Linked DNA regions of Anas platyrhynchos: region 1 is linked to region 2. Evidence: chromatin contacts called from public Hi-C data. All regions are on one chromosome and are shown on one strand. The core of a region is the stretch at or near the end of the contact, and the rest is flanking DNA. Distances in the headings are between cores, read along the strand shown.

Evidence for each region. Hi-C and Micro-C count contacts between places; a contact is called where the count stands out from the background.
Region 1: a contact with region 2 is called in a Hi-C map of F1 follicle, with 4 times the contacts expected there. The contact joins two enhancer-like sites. A contact is called at or near these places in 5 of 8 Hi-C or Micro-C datasets (F1 follicle, liver, skeletal muscle and 1 more).

Annotation. Positions count from the first base shown.
Region 1 is chr5:66,468,353-66,473,997 of IASCAAS_PekinDuck_T2T, reverse strand. It overlaps LOC101797550 (a long non-coding RNA gene), which reads left to right. Exons shown (of 4, transcript XR_001194432.5): 4 at 1-643. Among named protein-coding and RNA genes, the nearest start is that of BMAL1, 12 kb to the left of the region's middle. Within about 2 kb of position 3,992, at least 3 of the 8 cell types and tissues checked have an H3K27ac peak or open chromatin away from gene starts, as enhancers often do. A contact at or near this core is called in F1 follicle, where this site is marked.
Region 2 is chr5:66,353,953-66,359,588 of IASCAAS_PekinDuck_T2T, reverse strand. No RefSeq gene overlaps it. Among named protein-coding and RNA genes, the nearest start is that of RASSF10, 16 kb to the left of the region's middle. Within about 2 kb of position 2,993, at least 4 of the 8 cell types and tissues checked have an H3K27ac peak or open chromatin away from gene starts, as enhancers often do. A contact at or near this core is called in F1 follicle, where this site is marked.

The DNA.
Region 1 (5,645 bases), core at 2,743-5,242, 110 kb before region 2:
ATAAAGAATCCTAAGGACCTACAGAAAATTAAGGGCAAAAAAGGTTTTCCTTAAGGCTGTTAAGCCTTGTGGATCCACATGCCTCCACTGCATGATTTTAAAGCCTATATACAAGTCTCTGCTGAGCCCACTTTAAGAAATGTGGTATTGCCATTTGGATCATCTAGGCATGAAATTTACTGTGCTTCAGGAGAAATATTTCTGCTTTGGAAGTGATTTTGGCCTTCCTGAAGCCAGGAGGAGAACTGTTGGGAATTGGCATACAGGACGTGGACATAAGCAACCAGGGGTTGGCCTTAGAAATCTCAGGGCCTGATGTAGCTGAGCAAACCAAGCTGCCAGAGTAACTGTGAGAAGCTCCCATGGCAATGACTCCCACATCACCCAATTAAGGAACTCAGAAAATATTGTTATCAGCAGCTGGCCTCAAGGACTAGGTCTACGTGACCGTTAAGCACAAAGGGGGTTGTTTTCCTAACTTCTAATCAAAAGGGGGGTTCTTTTCTTGCAGGTGGAGTTATTTTCGTAACAGTTTGTCTGAGTGCTTTTGACCAATAACCTTGTGTGAAACACTGTCCACCCCTGTAAAGTTCACTACAAAAGTTGGGCTATTCGGGCAATAAAATGGTGAAGCATGATCTGACTCTGCTGGTGTCTGTCGTGCTTTCGGCCGTGCTTCGCAACAGAGAACTGAAAGAGAGTTCTAATAGTTAAAAGTGAAGAAGAAAAGCAAGGAAGGAGGGGTTTGTATCAGTTTGTCTAATGGTGTTAAGGTTTTGAGAGTGAGAGAGTATCTGTTTGGTCACTTTGGGTAAGGTTAGCACTGATCATGCAGACACGTTTTGGCTTTTTTGAACCACAGCATTTAACCAAACGTATTACTGGGGAAAAAAAAAATCTACTGCTGTTGGGCATAGTTTCCTTATTACAGCAAAGAAGATATATTTTCCTTTTTTCCAAGGTGTCTCTTTTAAAGGATGTCTATGTTTAAGGACTGTAATTGTGGCTGCATAAACAATGTTTTGTGGGTTTGGCTATTGGCCTGTCACTGAGAAAGCAGTTAAATACACGCATGCCTTATCATTACAAGGCAAATAGTTTGGCCAATAAATAATCATTGATTGTTTGTCTTAAATATTTCTGTGTCTGTTTAAGCTGGGGGCTTTCTCCAGATGACAAGAAAACATTCTCGATGATGCTAATCCAAGATAAGTCAGATGTCACATCAGTTGCATAATCTCCATAACTATAATCATATTCTAAGTCTAATTTTCTGTCTCTCAACACCTCTGTTAGTTTGATGTTGGTCTCTAACTAGCTCTATATTTCCATGGTTACTAGTAGTCAGTCACAATGGTTCTGTTAACCCCCAAAGGCAGAGCGATTATATCTTTTTTGCTGTAAGAAGCACAGAATTATCAAATTAAACTATATATAAATTAAACTATTGTTTTTAACACTACAATATAGACTTCAAAAGTTAATTTTAAGTAACTCAGAAAGCACTTGTCTTTTGCAACCATTACAACTATGTCATATTTTTTGTAATGATGAGTTTCTGTTCAAGAACCCAGAGGGTCTTTTTTCTTTCCTTTTTAATATTGATTTAAATTTGAAATAGATTTGGAAGGCAGTGTATTTAAACCAAACAGTTCAGGTTTAGACCTATCCTGTAATCAAGTAGTCACAAGCAAGCATTACTTATTAGTATGTATACTATTGTTCATTTATAAAGATATGAAAAATGGAAATAAGTAGCATGCCTACTTGCCAGAGAATACCAATGTAGACACATCAAAATCAGACTAGAAATTTCAGATCTCAAAATGCTGTATGTCTTTCTTACAAAAGACTGACTGGAGGTCCTTTTCTGACTTTCACATCTCATCTCTGGTCAAAACCTGGATTCTTCCCAATAAATTAAGTGCAGAGAATTGCATCTTCTGTGAGTGAATCAGAGGTGTTATATACCCTTAATAGGAGAGCACAGCTGGAAGGAGCAGTGTTTTTCTGGGAAGTTTTCTTCAGGTAAGACTAAAACAGTTGTGTTTTGTTTTTTGTTTTTTGTTTTTTGTTTTTTTTTTTTTTTTTGTGTGTGTGTGTGTATGGGTTTGTTGTTGTTTTTTTTTTTTTTTAATTAAAAATAAAATACTTATGTAGCCATCAATTATATTATCTAGTGATGAAGAACTCTATCAAGGAGAGGTTTCTGGATCTTCTCTGGACAGAGCAGTTAGTGAGTAGCTGAGGGCAGAGAAGCAAGATGAAATGACAAAAGAAAACCAGATAAATGTTTAGTAGGAAGAAAACATCTTGTGTGCTAAAAAGGTTTTGTACAGTGTGTGGTGGGTCTGTCTGAGCTGGAGTCACCTTTTCCCTGCAGCAGCCCACACAGTGCTGTGCTCTGCACTCGTAGCTGGAACAGCACTGATATCACTCAAGTGTTGCGTCTATTGCTGCGTAGTGCTGGCACAGCATCAGGACTCCTTACAAGCCCCCAAGAGCCAGCAGGCTGAGGGTGGGCAAGTGATGGGGAGGGGACATCGCCAGGACAGCTGACCTAAACCAACCAAAGGGATATTCCATAACACCTGATGTCACACTCAGCAATAAAAAGGGGGCTCTTGTGGGCTAGGGGGCTGTTCCTCCTGAACAACCACTATGCGTTTTGAGGCCCTGCTTCCCAGGATGTGGCCAAACATTGCTCGTTGATGGGAAGTAGAGAATAATTAATTTTTTTTTCCCTCTCTCTGTGCTTCCACGCAGACTTATTGTTTCTTTTGTTTCTTTTTCTCCCCATTCCCTTTCCCTTTAATTAAACCTTTCTCATCTCAAACCTCGAGTTCTCTGTGTTGTAGTTTCTCCCCCTTCCTCTTTGAGGGGAGTGAGAGAGCGATTGTGATGGAGCTCAGCTCTCCACCTGAGTAAAATCACCACACAGTGAAGCACTGACTGGAATTGCAGAAGGTGACCCTGTTAAGTAGTGGAGCAAACCTCTGTTAGGGAAAAAGAGTGACACTTTATTGTCAAATATACAGAGTTATTTCAACAAAACATGCAGCAAAGGCAGTAGAATCATCCTAACTGAGGAGGGGAAGACTTCCCCTTCCATTTCTTTTGGGAGCTTTTGTTTTAGCTGCAGATATTAAAATTGCTGAATCTCCAAATCAATAGAGGCACAAACTGCTTTTGTGGTCATCATATCAAAGCATAAAACAATTAGTTGTTTCAATAGGAAAGCTGTAGGAGAAGGGAATATATTGATGGGTGAAATGGACCAAAAAGGAAGTATCATAGGGTAATCTATCCATTTAAAAATTAGGCAATAACAATGACACAACATTCTTTACTTCAAAGTATATTTGAATGTCAATGGAGTTCAGTGTTCATAGTATCACAGTGGGATGTGTGGGGACACTAGTAAGATTCAAATATGGTGTATGAAAAGTGATATTTGTATAGTTATATCATGTATCTAAACAATTCTGAGCAGAAACATTGTCCAAGTACACATATGAAGAATTACTGAAAAATGGAACAACAAAACTCATCATAACAGATTAAATTAAACTTCAAATTTTTAACCTACCTAAGTAGTAGATATCTGAACATGTAGTTGTCTCCCAAAACTGTTTCTCATGACCTAAGAATTTATAGAAGTTACACAGAGATCTGAATAGATCTTAGATCTGAATAAGTGATAAAAGTATATATTTAGGAAATATAAAATAAAGCATTAATGCTTATCTTTCTGCAAATAAAGTAATAGCAAAAATAGAATTGCAGCTTACTTTTGTTGCACAATGATATGATTGTTTCTCTTGTGTTTAGAAAGATCCTTTTCTATCCATAAATACTTAATGAGTGACAGGTCAGAATCCAGACAAGTTATTGCAGGACAGTTCAGTGTCCTGCAACATCCATCGAACCGGTCTATGCTGAATCTGGCTATTTTGTTGTTGCTGTGCTGAGATACTCTGTAATCTCATGCATATGCTGAATCGAACAGGAGGGGGCAGAACTGCATCAGTGTAGTCACTTGCATGTAATTTACAGGCATCTATATTGTGTGGTTAATGAAAATAAGTGTAAAACTGATGTCTGCAAAAGATTTGGTGACAATAATAGTTTATCGTTCACCTAAAATCAATTACTCAAATATTCAGAAACCACTGGGCCTGTTCAGCCTGGAAAAGAGGAGGCTGAGGGGGGACCTCATTGTGGTCTACAACTTTCTCGCGAGGGGGAGTGGAGAGGCAGGTGACCTGTTCTCTGTAAACACCAGTGGTAGGACCCACGGGAATGGTGTCAAGCTGAGGCAGGGGAAGTTTAGGCTAGACATCAGGAAGAGGTTCTTCACCGAAGGGGTGGTCACACACTGGAACAGGCTCCCCAGGGATGTAGTCACTGCACCAAGCCTGTCTGGATTTAAAAAGTGATTGGACTGTGCCCTTAGTCCCATGGTCTAAACTATTGGGCAGACCTGTGTGGTGACAGGTGCTGGACTTGATGATCCTTATGGGTCCCTTCCAACTCGGGATATTCTATGATTCTATGATTCTGTGATTCTACTCATGTATTTTCTGCATGGATCTTGCATTGCTGCTATGCAATTAATGAACACTTTGGAAGGAAACGCTTTCTGAGTTTTAACAGCACAGGTAGATGAACTCAAGCATTTAACTAGATTATTCAGTGTATGCTTGAAATACAGTTGTCATTTTCACTGCTGAAGTTTACTTTGTGTCTAGTTTATTAATTTATTAATTACTTCTAAAGGTGGCCTGCTTCTCTTCAGTTTCTAAGGCATTTAGTTTGGTAGTTGTTTTTTGGTTTGGTTTGGTTTTGCCTTCTCAGGTTTAAAATAAAATGTTTTAAACTGAAGCACAAATTTTTATCAATTTAGTAAAATATTAGCTATATTAGCTATAAAACAGATTCAAATCACTATTTGTCTTGACAACTTTATTGGAATGGAATGCCACAGTTTTTATTTCCTGCATGGATTCTGATTTAAAGGCCATTCACTGAGAGTGATTTCATTCAGTCATTGTATTTTGGGTAAGCTGGGCTGTTGTGGTGAGGTTTTTTTCAGAGCAAACGCTGAGCTTCTTCCCAAAGAGTTTGCAGCTTGAGTAAAGAGAAGGACCAACAATCACAGAGCAGGCCTGGGGAGCAGGGGAATGTGTGGGTGAAGGACAAACAGAGGAGACTGAGATTCACTGTTTGCTTTGATACTTTATTATTGCTTCTTTCTTTATTATTGTAGGCTCTTCTTAGCAATGGGGTCTAATGTTTTCAATGATATTGTTGATATTTGATTATTTTCCCAGTAATTTAATTAAAACGTATAATCAAAGAATGCGAATATTTATGCTCCAGTAAAAAATATTCATGTTAACGGTAAGCAACTTCTGATGTAATAAACCTTATTTTATAAAAAATCTGTAAATATTGTTTTTAAGTCTTTTGGAAACTTTAAAAAAAAATGGTAGGAGTGTGCTTAGGTAAGATCTTGAGGTCTGCAGAGTAACATAGTTGGCTTAATTTATCATCAAACTGAAATAACTGAAACTGTCATCTTATTCACAGTCTGGAGGTGGGGTAGGCAGGAGGATTCTAGAGATATTTAAACAACTAACATT
Region 2 (5,636 bases), core at 1,744-4,243:
ATAGGATCCTACTGGACAAAATGTCCACCATACAGCTAAATAAAAACATCATACGATGGGTGAGCAATTGGCTAACGGGCAGGGCCCAAAGGGTTATGGTAAATGGGGCTGCGTCAGGCTGGCGGGTGGTCACCAGTGGGGTCCCTCAAGGCTCCATTTTAGGGCCGGTACTTTTCAATATTTTTATAAACGATCTGGATGTAGGAATAGAAGGTATTTTGAGCAAGTTTGCTGATGATACCAAACTTGGAGGAGTTGTGGACTCGAATGAGGGTGGAAAGGCCTTGCAGAGGGATCTGGATAGGTTGGAGAAATGGGCGATCACCAACCGCATGAAGTTCAATAAGAGCAAGTGCCGGGTCCTGCACCTGGGACGGGGAAACCCTGGCTGCACGTACAGACTGGGCGATGAGATGCTGGAGAGCAGCCTAGAAGAGAGGGATCTGGGGGTTGTGGTAGACAGCAAGTTGAATATGAGCCAGCAGTGTGCCCTGGCAGCCAGGAGGGCCAACCGTCCTGGGGTACATCAAGCACGGCATCGCTAGTAGGTCAAGGGAGGTGATTGTCCCGCTCTACTCTGCACTGGTGCGGCCTCACCTCGAGTACTGTGTGCAGTTCTGGGCACCACAGTATAAAAAGGACATGAAACTGTTGGAGAGTGTCCAGAGGAGGGCTACGAAGATGGTGAAAGGCCTGGAAGGGAAGACGTACGAGGAACGGCTGAGGGCACTGGGCCTGTTCAGCCTGGAGAAGAGGAGGCTGAGGGGAGACCTCATCGCAGTCTACAACTTCCTCGTAAGGGGGTGTCGAGAGGCAGGAGACCTTTTCTCCATTAACACCAGCGACAGGACCCGCGGGAACGGGGTTAAGCTGAGGCAGGGGAAATTTAGGCTTGACATCAGGAGGGGGTTCTTCACAGAGAGGGTGGTTGCACACTGGAACAGGCTCCCCAGGGAAGTGGTCACTGCACCGAGTCTGTCTGAATTTAAGAAGAGATTGGACTGTGCACTTAGTCACATGGTCTGAACTTTTGGGTAGACCTGTGCGGTGTCAAGAGTTGGACTTGATGATCCTTAAGGGTCCCTTCCCTTAGGATATTCCCTCAGGATATTCTATGATTCTATGATTCTATGAATTATCAGTAGCATTACTTGGCTTCTTCCTCTCTTTTCCTTTCCAATCAGTACAGTAGAAAATTCTTTTGAAGGGAGATTGTTTTACAAAATGCTGAGTTCAGTGTTCCAGAGCCTCTGGCACTCAGTAAGAGACTTGCAAGCTTTTAATCTATCTTTTCTTTTAATCTATCTCCTGTGTTCCTATATTAAAGGAAATGTTTTCAAAGTGATTTGAGCAAGTTACTTGTGTGAAACCTGTTAACAAATAATAGGATATATGCGTATAACAGTTATTTTTCTTTCAAAGTTTGCCTTGGGAGCAGAAAAGGTTTCTCCTTGCTAAAGATATATATATATTGTTCTTTAAAAAGGGAAAAGAAAGAATGAAGAAGAAAGGCTCTTGTATGTGCCTCCTTTAAGGTACCTGTAGAGTGCAATAAGGTCGCCCCTGAGCCTCCTTTTCTCCAGGCTGAACAATCCCAGCTCCTTCAGCTGCTCCTTGTAAGACTTGTTCTCCAGGCCCCTCACCAGCTTTGTTGCCCTTCTCTGGACTTGCTCGAGCACCTCCATGTCCTTCTTGAATATCTACTGCAAATGGACAAAATTCCAGGTATTACAAATCGTAAAACAAACTGCTACTTTTTTAAAAGATTCTAGCAGTGATACTTTGGCTCAGGGATGGCTTACCAGCTCTCCTTCCTTTCCCTTCCTCATCCAAACAGGTGTTGAAAACTATAGTGGATAGAGTAAATATCTTGTTCCTGCCACGTTGGCTAGTAATACTGGGTTTTCAAGCACAACAGAATAGGCCTTTTTTTTTTCTTTCTTTCTTTTTGGATTTCTATTTTTGTCATCAACTCAGTGCCGTCTGCTGTTGGTATGAACACCCATCATGTGTGCCTTGTTTTTGAAAGTATCTTAGGTGTGAGGATAGCATGGTGCTTCTGTACACTTTAAAACAATATACTTGCATCCCTCTGCTTTTAAAGTAGAGGAGGTAAATGGAAGAAATGTGTGTCATGCTTGGAGCAAGAATGGAATACCTTCTTTTGTGATGACTCTGCTGCTTTGCTCTCCAAAGTCTCAAGTCAGTGTCTGTTGAGCTGATATTTGTTGCAAACCAAATAATTCCAGGCTGGTATCTGAAACCCTGGTCTTCTGTGCTCATTTGGTGTGTTTTTAGGGATGAAGTGCCTGAGAACTTTCCAGGTAGTCCTAGCTTTGAGATAAGACTTTACTCATACTCAGTACTTCCCAGAACCTCATTTGCTCTGTGCAGTATAAATTTGCAGGACCACAGTCAATCTTAAAGCACTGTAAAGTTTGATTCCCTTTTAGTTTCCTTAAGCTAGTGGAAACCTATCTTGAGATACAACAGCAGGGAGCAATCGTAATCAAGTGTTTGCTATTTAGCCTTACTTTTCTGTTCTGAGAAACTCCCTCTGCTTCCCTTATCTGCCTGTACTTAGCAGCATGCTCCACTTTGGGCTTGTCTCACAATACAGCAGGGGGAACTGAAGTCAGAAATCTGGCTGTAACACGAGCAATGTGATGGGGCTTAGAAGAGTTGCATGTGGAAGAGCCAGGCAGTAAACAGTTTGCTATCTGTTCAGCCACGCTGTGACCCCGTTTCCGTGATTTTGGTAAGAGAAAAGTGAAGAGCCCACAAAGGAGAAAAAAAAAAAAAGGGGGTGGGTGAGGAGGAGAAAAAGAGATTGCTAATAGCATTGCTACTTCTTGGGAGTTCAAACTACAGTCTTTTGCTGAGCAGTGTGTATGCACTGTTATTTAACTGCTTTTGCTTGACCTATTTGACCTGTTTGCATTTGCCCTAGCCTATGTCTAATGATAGTGTGTGGCAATGCAGACACCAGTCCTCCCTCCTGTACTGAAGAGCCCCCTGCTGCTTTCCTTGTTTCACAGACTCTATTACTGCCCTGTTCTGTGCAGAAGTAATCTGTGAGTCTTTTGGTGTTCCCTCTAATGTGGACTACTGCTTGGGCCAAGATTCAGGTGCAGAGTGAAGTACTGGGATCTCCTTTGACTTCCCAACAGAGCTACAGGGAGCAGGGGGAAAGATTTCCCCCTTCCTTCCTTGCCCTGTTTGACCTGGCACTTTCTTCCCACACTACTGTGCTCTGCACAGAGCTCCTCCTCTTCAGCACACCAACACTCCTGCTGAGCTTCTCTTGATATCTTTCTTGTCGGCTTATTATGGGTTAAAACCAGTCAGTGCTCTATCCCCGCGCTCCCGCGGAGCTCTGAGGGAGCTGCCCTCCCTGCAGACGCGCTTTCCTCCGCCGCTTCCCCTCGCGTCGCGCCCCTCCCGTCCGGTCTCTGCCGCCCCCTGGTGGCGCGCGATGCCGACCATTACGGACGGCCGTTGGCGCGGGCGCCGCGCCGCGCTCTCCTCAGGGTTTGTCCCGGGTGTTCTCGCAGGCAACGAGGCGCAGGTGGCTTTCTTGGCACCCCGCAGACAGGCACGGCAAGCACGGGCTGTTCCGCAACCAGCGGAATAAAACGCTTCCTGACGTGACGTTCTTCCCCCCGCGAACTTTTCCGCTTGCCCGAGTCTGCTTGGGACGCTGGGTCCTCGGCTCGGTTTTCAGCGCCAGAGGAAAGCACAAAGTCAGCTGCTGGGCTTGGGAGGGGCGACCCCGCCGTGTGCCGCGGGGTGGCGGCCGAGCTCGGGGAGCCGGTTAGCAGGCTCCTCATCCCGGCGTGCCAGGGTCCAGACCCTCCGGAGAGCACTGCGGTAGGGGGAGGCTCCGCTCTGTCCTTCAGGGGGTCTCTGCTGGAAAGCACAACCCGCAGCATCTCCCCTCTGCAGGTGGTAGTTGTGTAAGCTAACAATTAACTGAGAAGGCGCAGTCTGCAGTCTGTTTTGATCTGAGCTCAAAGAGGTAAATGTTGAGAACTGCGTTTCAAGAAGTAACATTAAAAGTGCACTAGAAATAATTAGTGAAAACCTCCCGAGCAGAAGAGCTGTAAGGTTGTCTTGCATCCATGTCATGAATACTCCCCAGGTGAAATTCACATATGCAGCATCCAAACACCACTGAAATCTCATTTAAAATGATCATTGAAGACTTAAATAAGACTTGAATAGCACCTTGCCTCCAAGCCTATGCTCCAGAAAAGGGAGAACTTCTTCAACAAGACATAGATAATTTATTTCAGTAGGAATTATAACTAGCTTTTGCTGGTAATAATAGTGTTCTTACAACATTTTGAATCCCATTATAGAGCAAAAGTCTTGTCATGCAAGATAAACTACTAGGTCCATGCAGCATTAGGTGTGATATTTTAATCACAGAAAGATCAAAGTAGGTGCTGCAAAACATGAGCCCAGCCCTGCCAGATCTCAGCACTGAGGTCTTCCCACACACAGCAAATCAGCCACAGGTTCTCACAGCACCACAACACACCACACGCTGGCAGTAGATAGACTTGCATAAATTTTACTGGTAATGAAATGAAATTAAATGGAATGTAAAAAGAGGAAAAATAATTAAGTGTGGTAAATATGATTGCAAGGAAGAATTCATTTGTGAAAGTACTAAGAAGTGAATCTAATTCATTTCTCATTCACAATAATTTACCTTGTGTTTTGCTACGAAGATAAGTTCAGTTGCAGACTGATGGTAAACTGATTCTCATTTGGCAAGGTGTCACTTTTATATCAAAGTAGTCTCTTGAAAGTAGTGAATTATGTATTTAAAATTAAGGATGTAAACAAATATTTTGACATGAAACTTTTTTTTTTTTAGTTTTCCGTTCAGGATCCATGGGCATTTTCTGTGTGTTGAAACTGAATTCTACACTTCGCAGTTCTTGATAGTGAAAGGAAGTCATTTTACTCTCCTAATCAAATCTCTAACTCCTGAAAGTGATTTGTTAGTTTTCCTGTATTAGCCATCAAATCCCGTCTTGCTGGGAGCTGGTCATCTTGCAGTTGACACTCATGTTTTTGCAAAGAATGAGTGCCTAAAAAGGTATTATTTTGGGGTGGACCAAGGATCCAGAAAGTTTCTTTCACAGTAAAATTTGGACTTGAAGGCTGTTAGTGCAGAAACCACTATCTGTTTGGTTTTCTCCTCTCCACAGCCATCCTTAAACATTGATCACAATAGCTTATTAATGCCAGAAATGGACTCTGGCTATTATAGCAATCAGCAGCTCTAGCATCAGAATGTGAAGGAACACTATTATTCATACTTCATAGCCTCTTTGACATCTAGCATAGGGGCAGTTGTTATTGTATAGCTCCAAGTTCAGTGTCTTTAGGGAGTCTTCTATAATGTCATTCAAAAGAACTTTTAAGATTATTTCTCCCTGATACAGTATTTCTGTGTTAAGAGTTGGTATAGAAAAATGCTATTAGGATGCCTCTTAGAAGTTTTTAATGGAGAAGAATTAGAAAAATCTTTCTTCTGCAACAGAGCAGGTGAGGTTTTCCACCATTCCTTGCTCTTCTTCAAATCAAATGCAACTTTCTAAATTTAGAAGATTTAGAGTCTT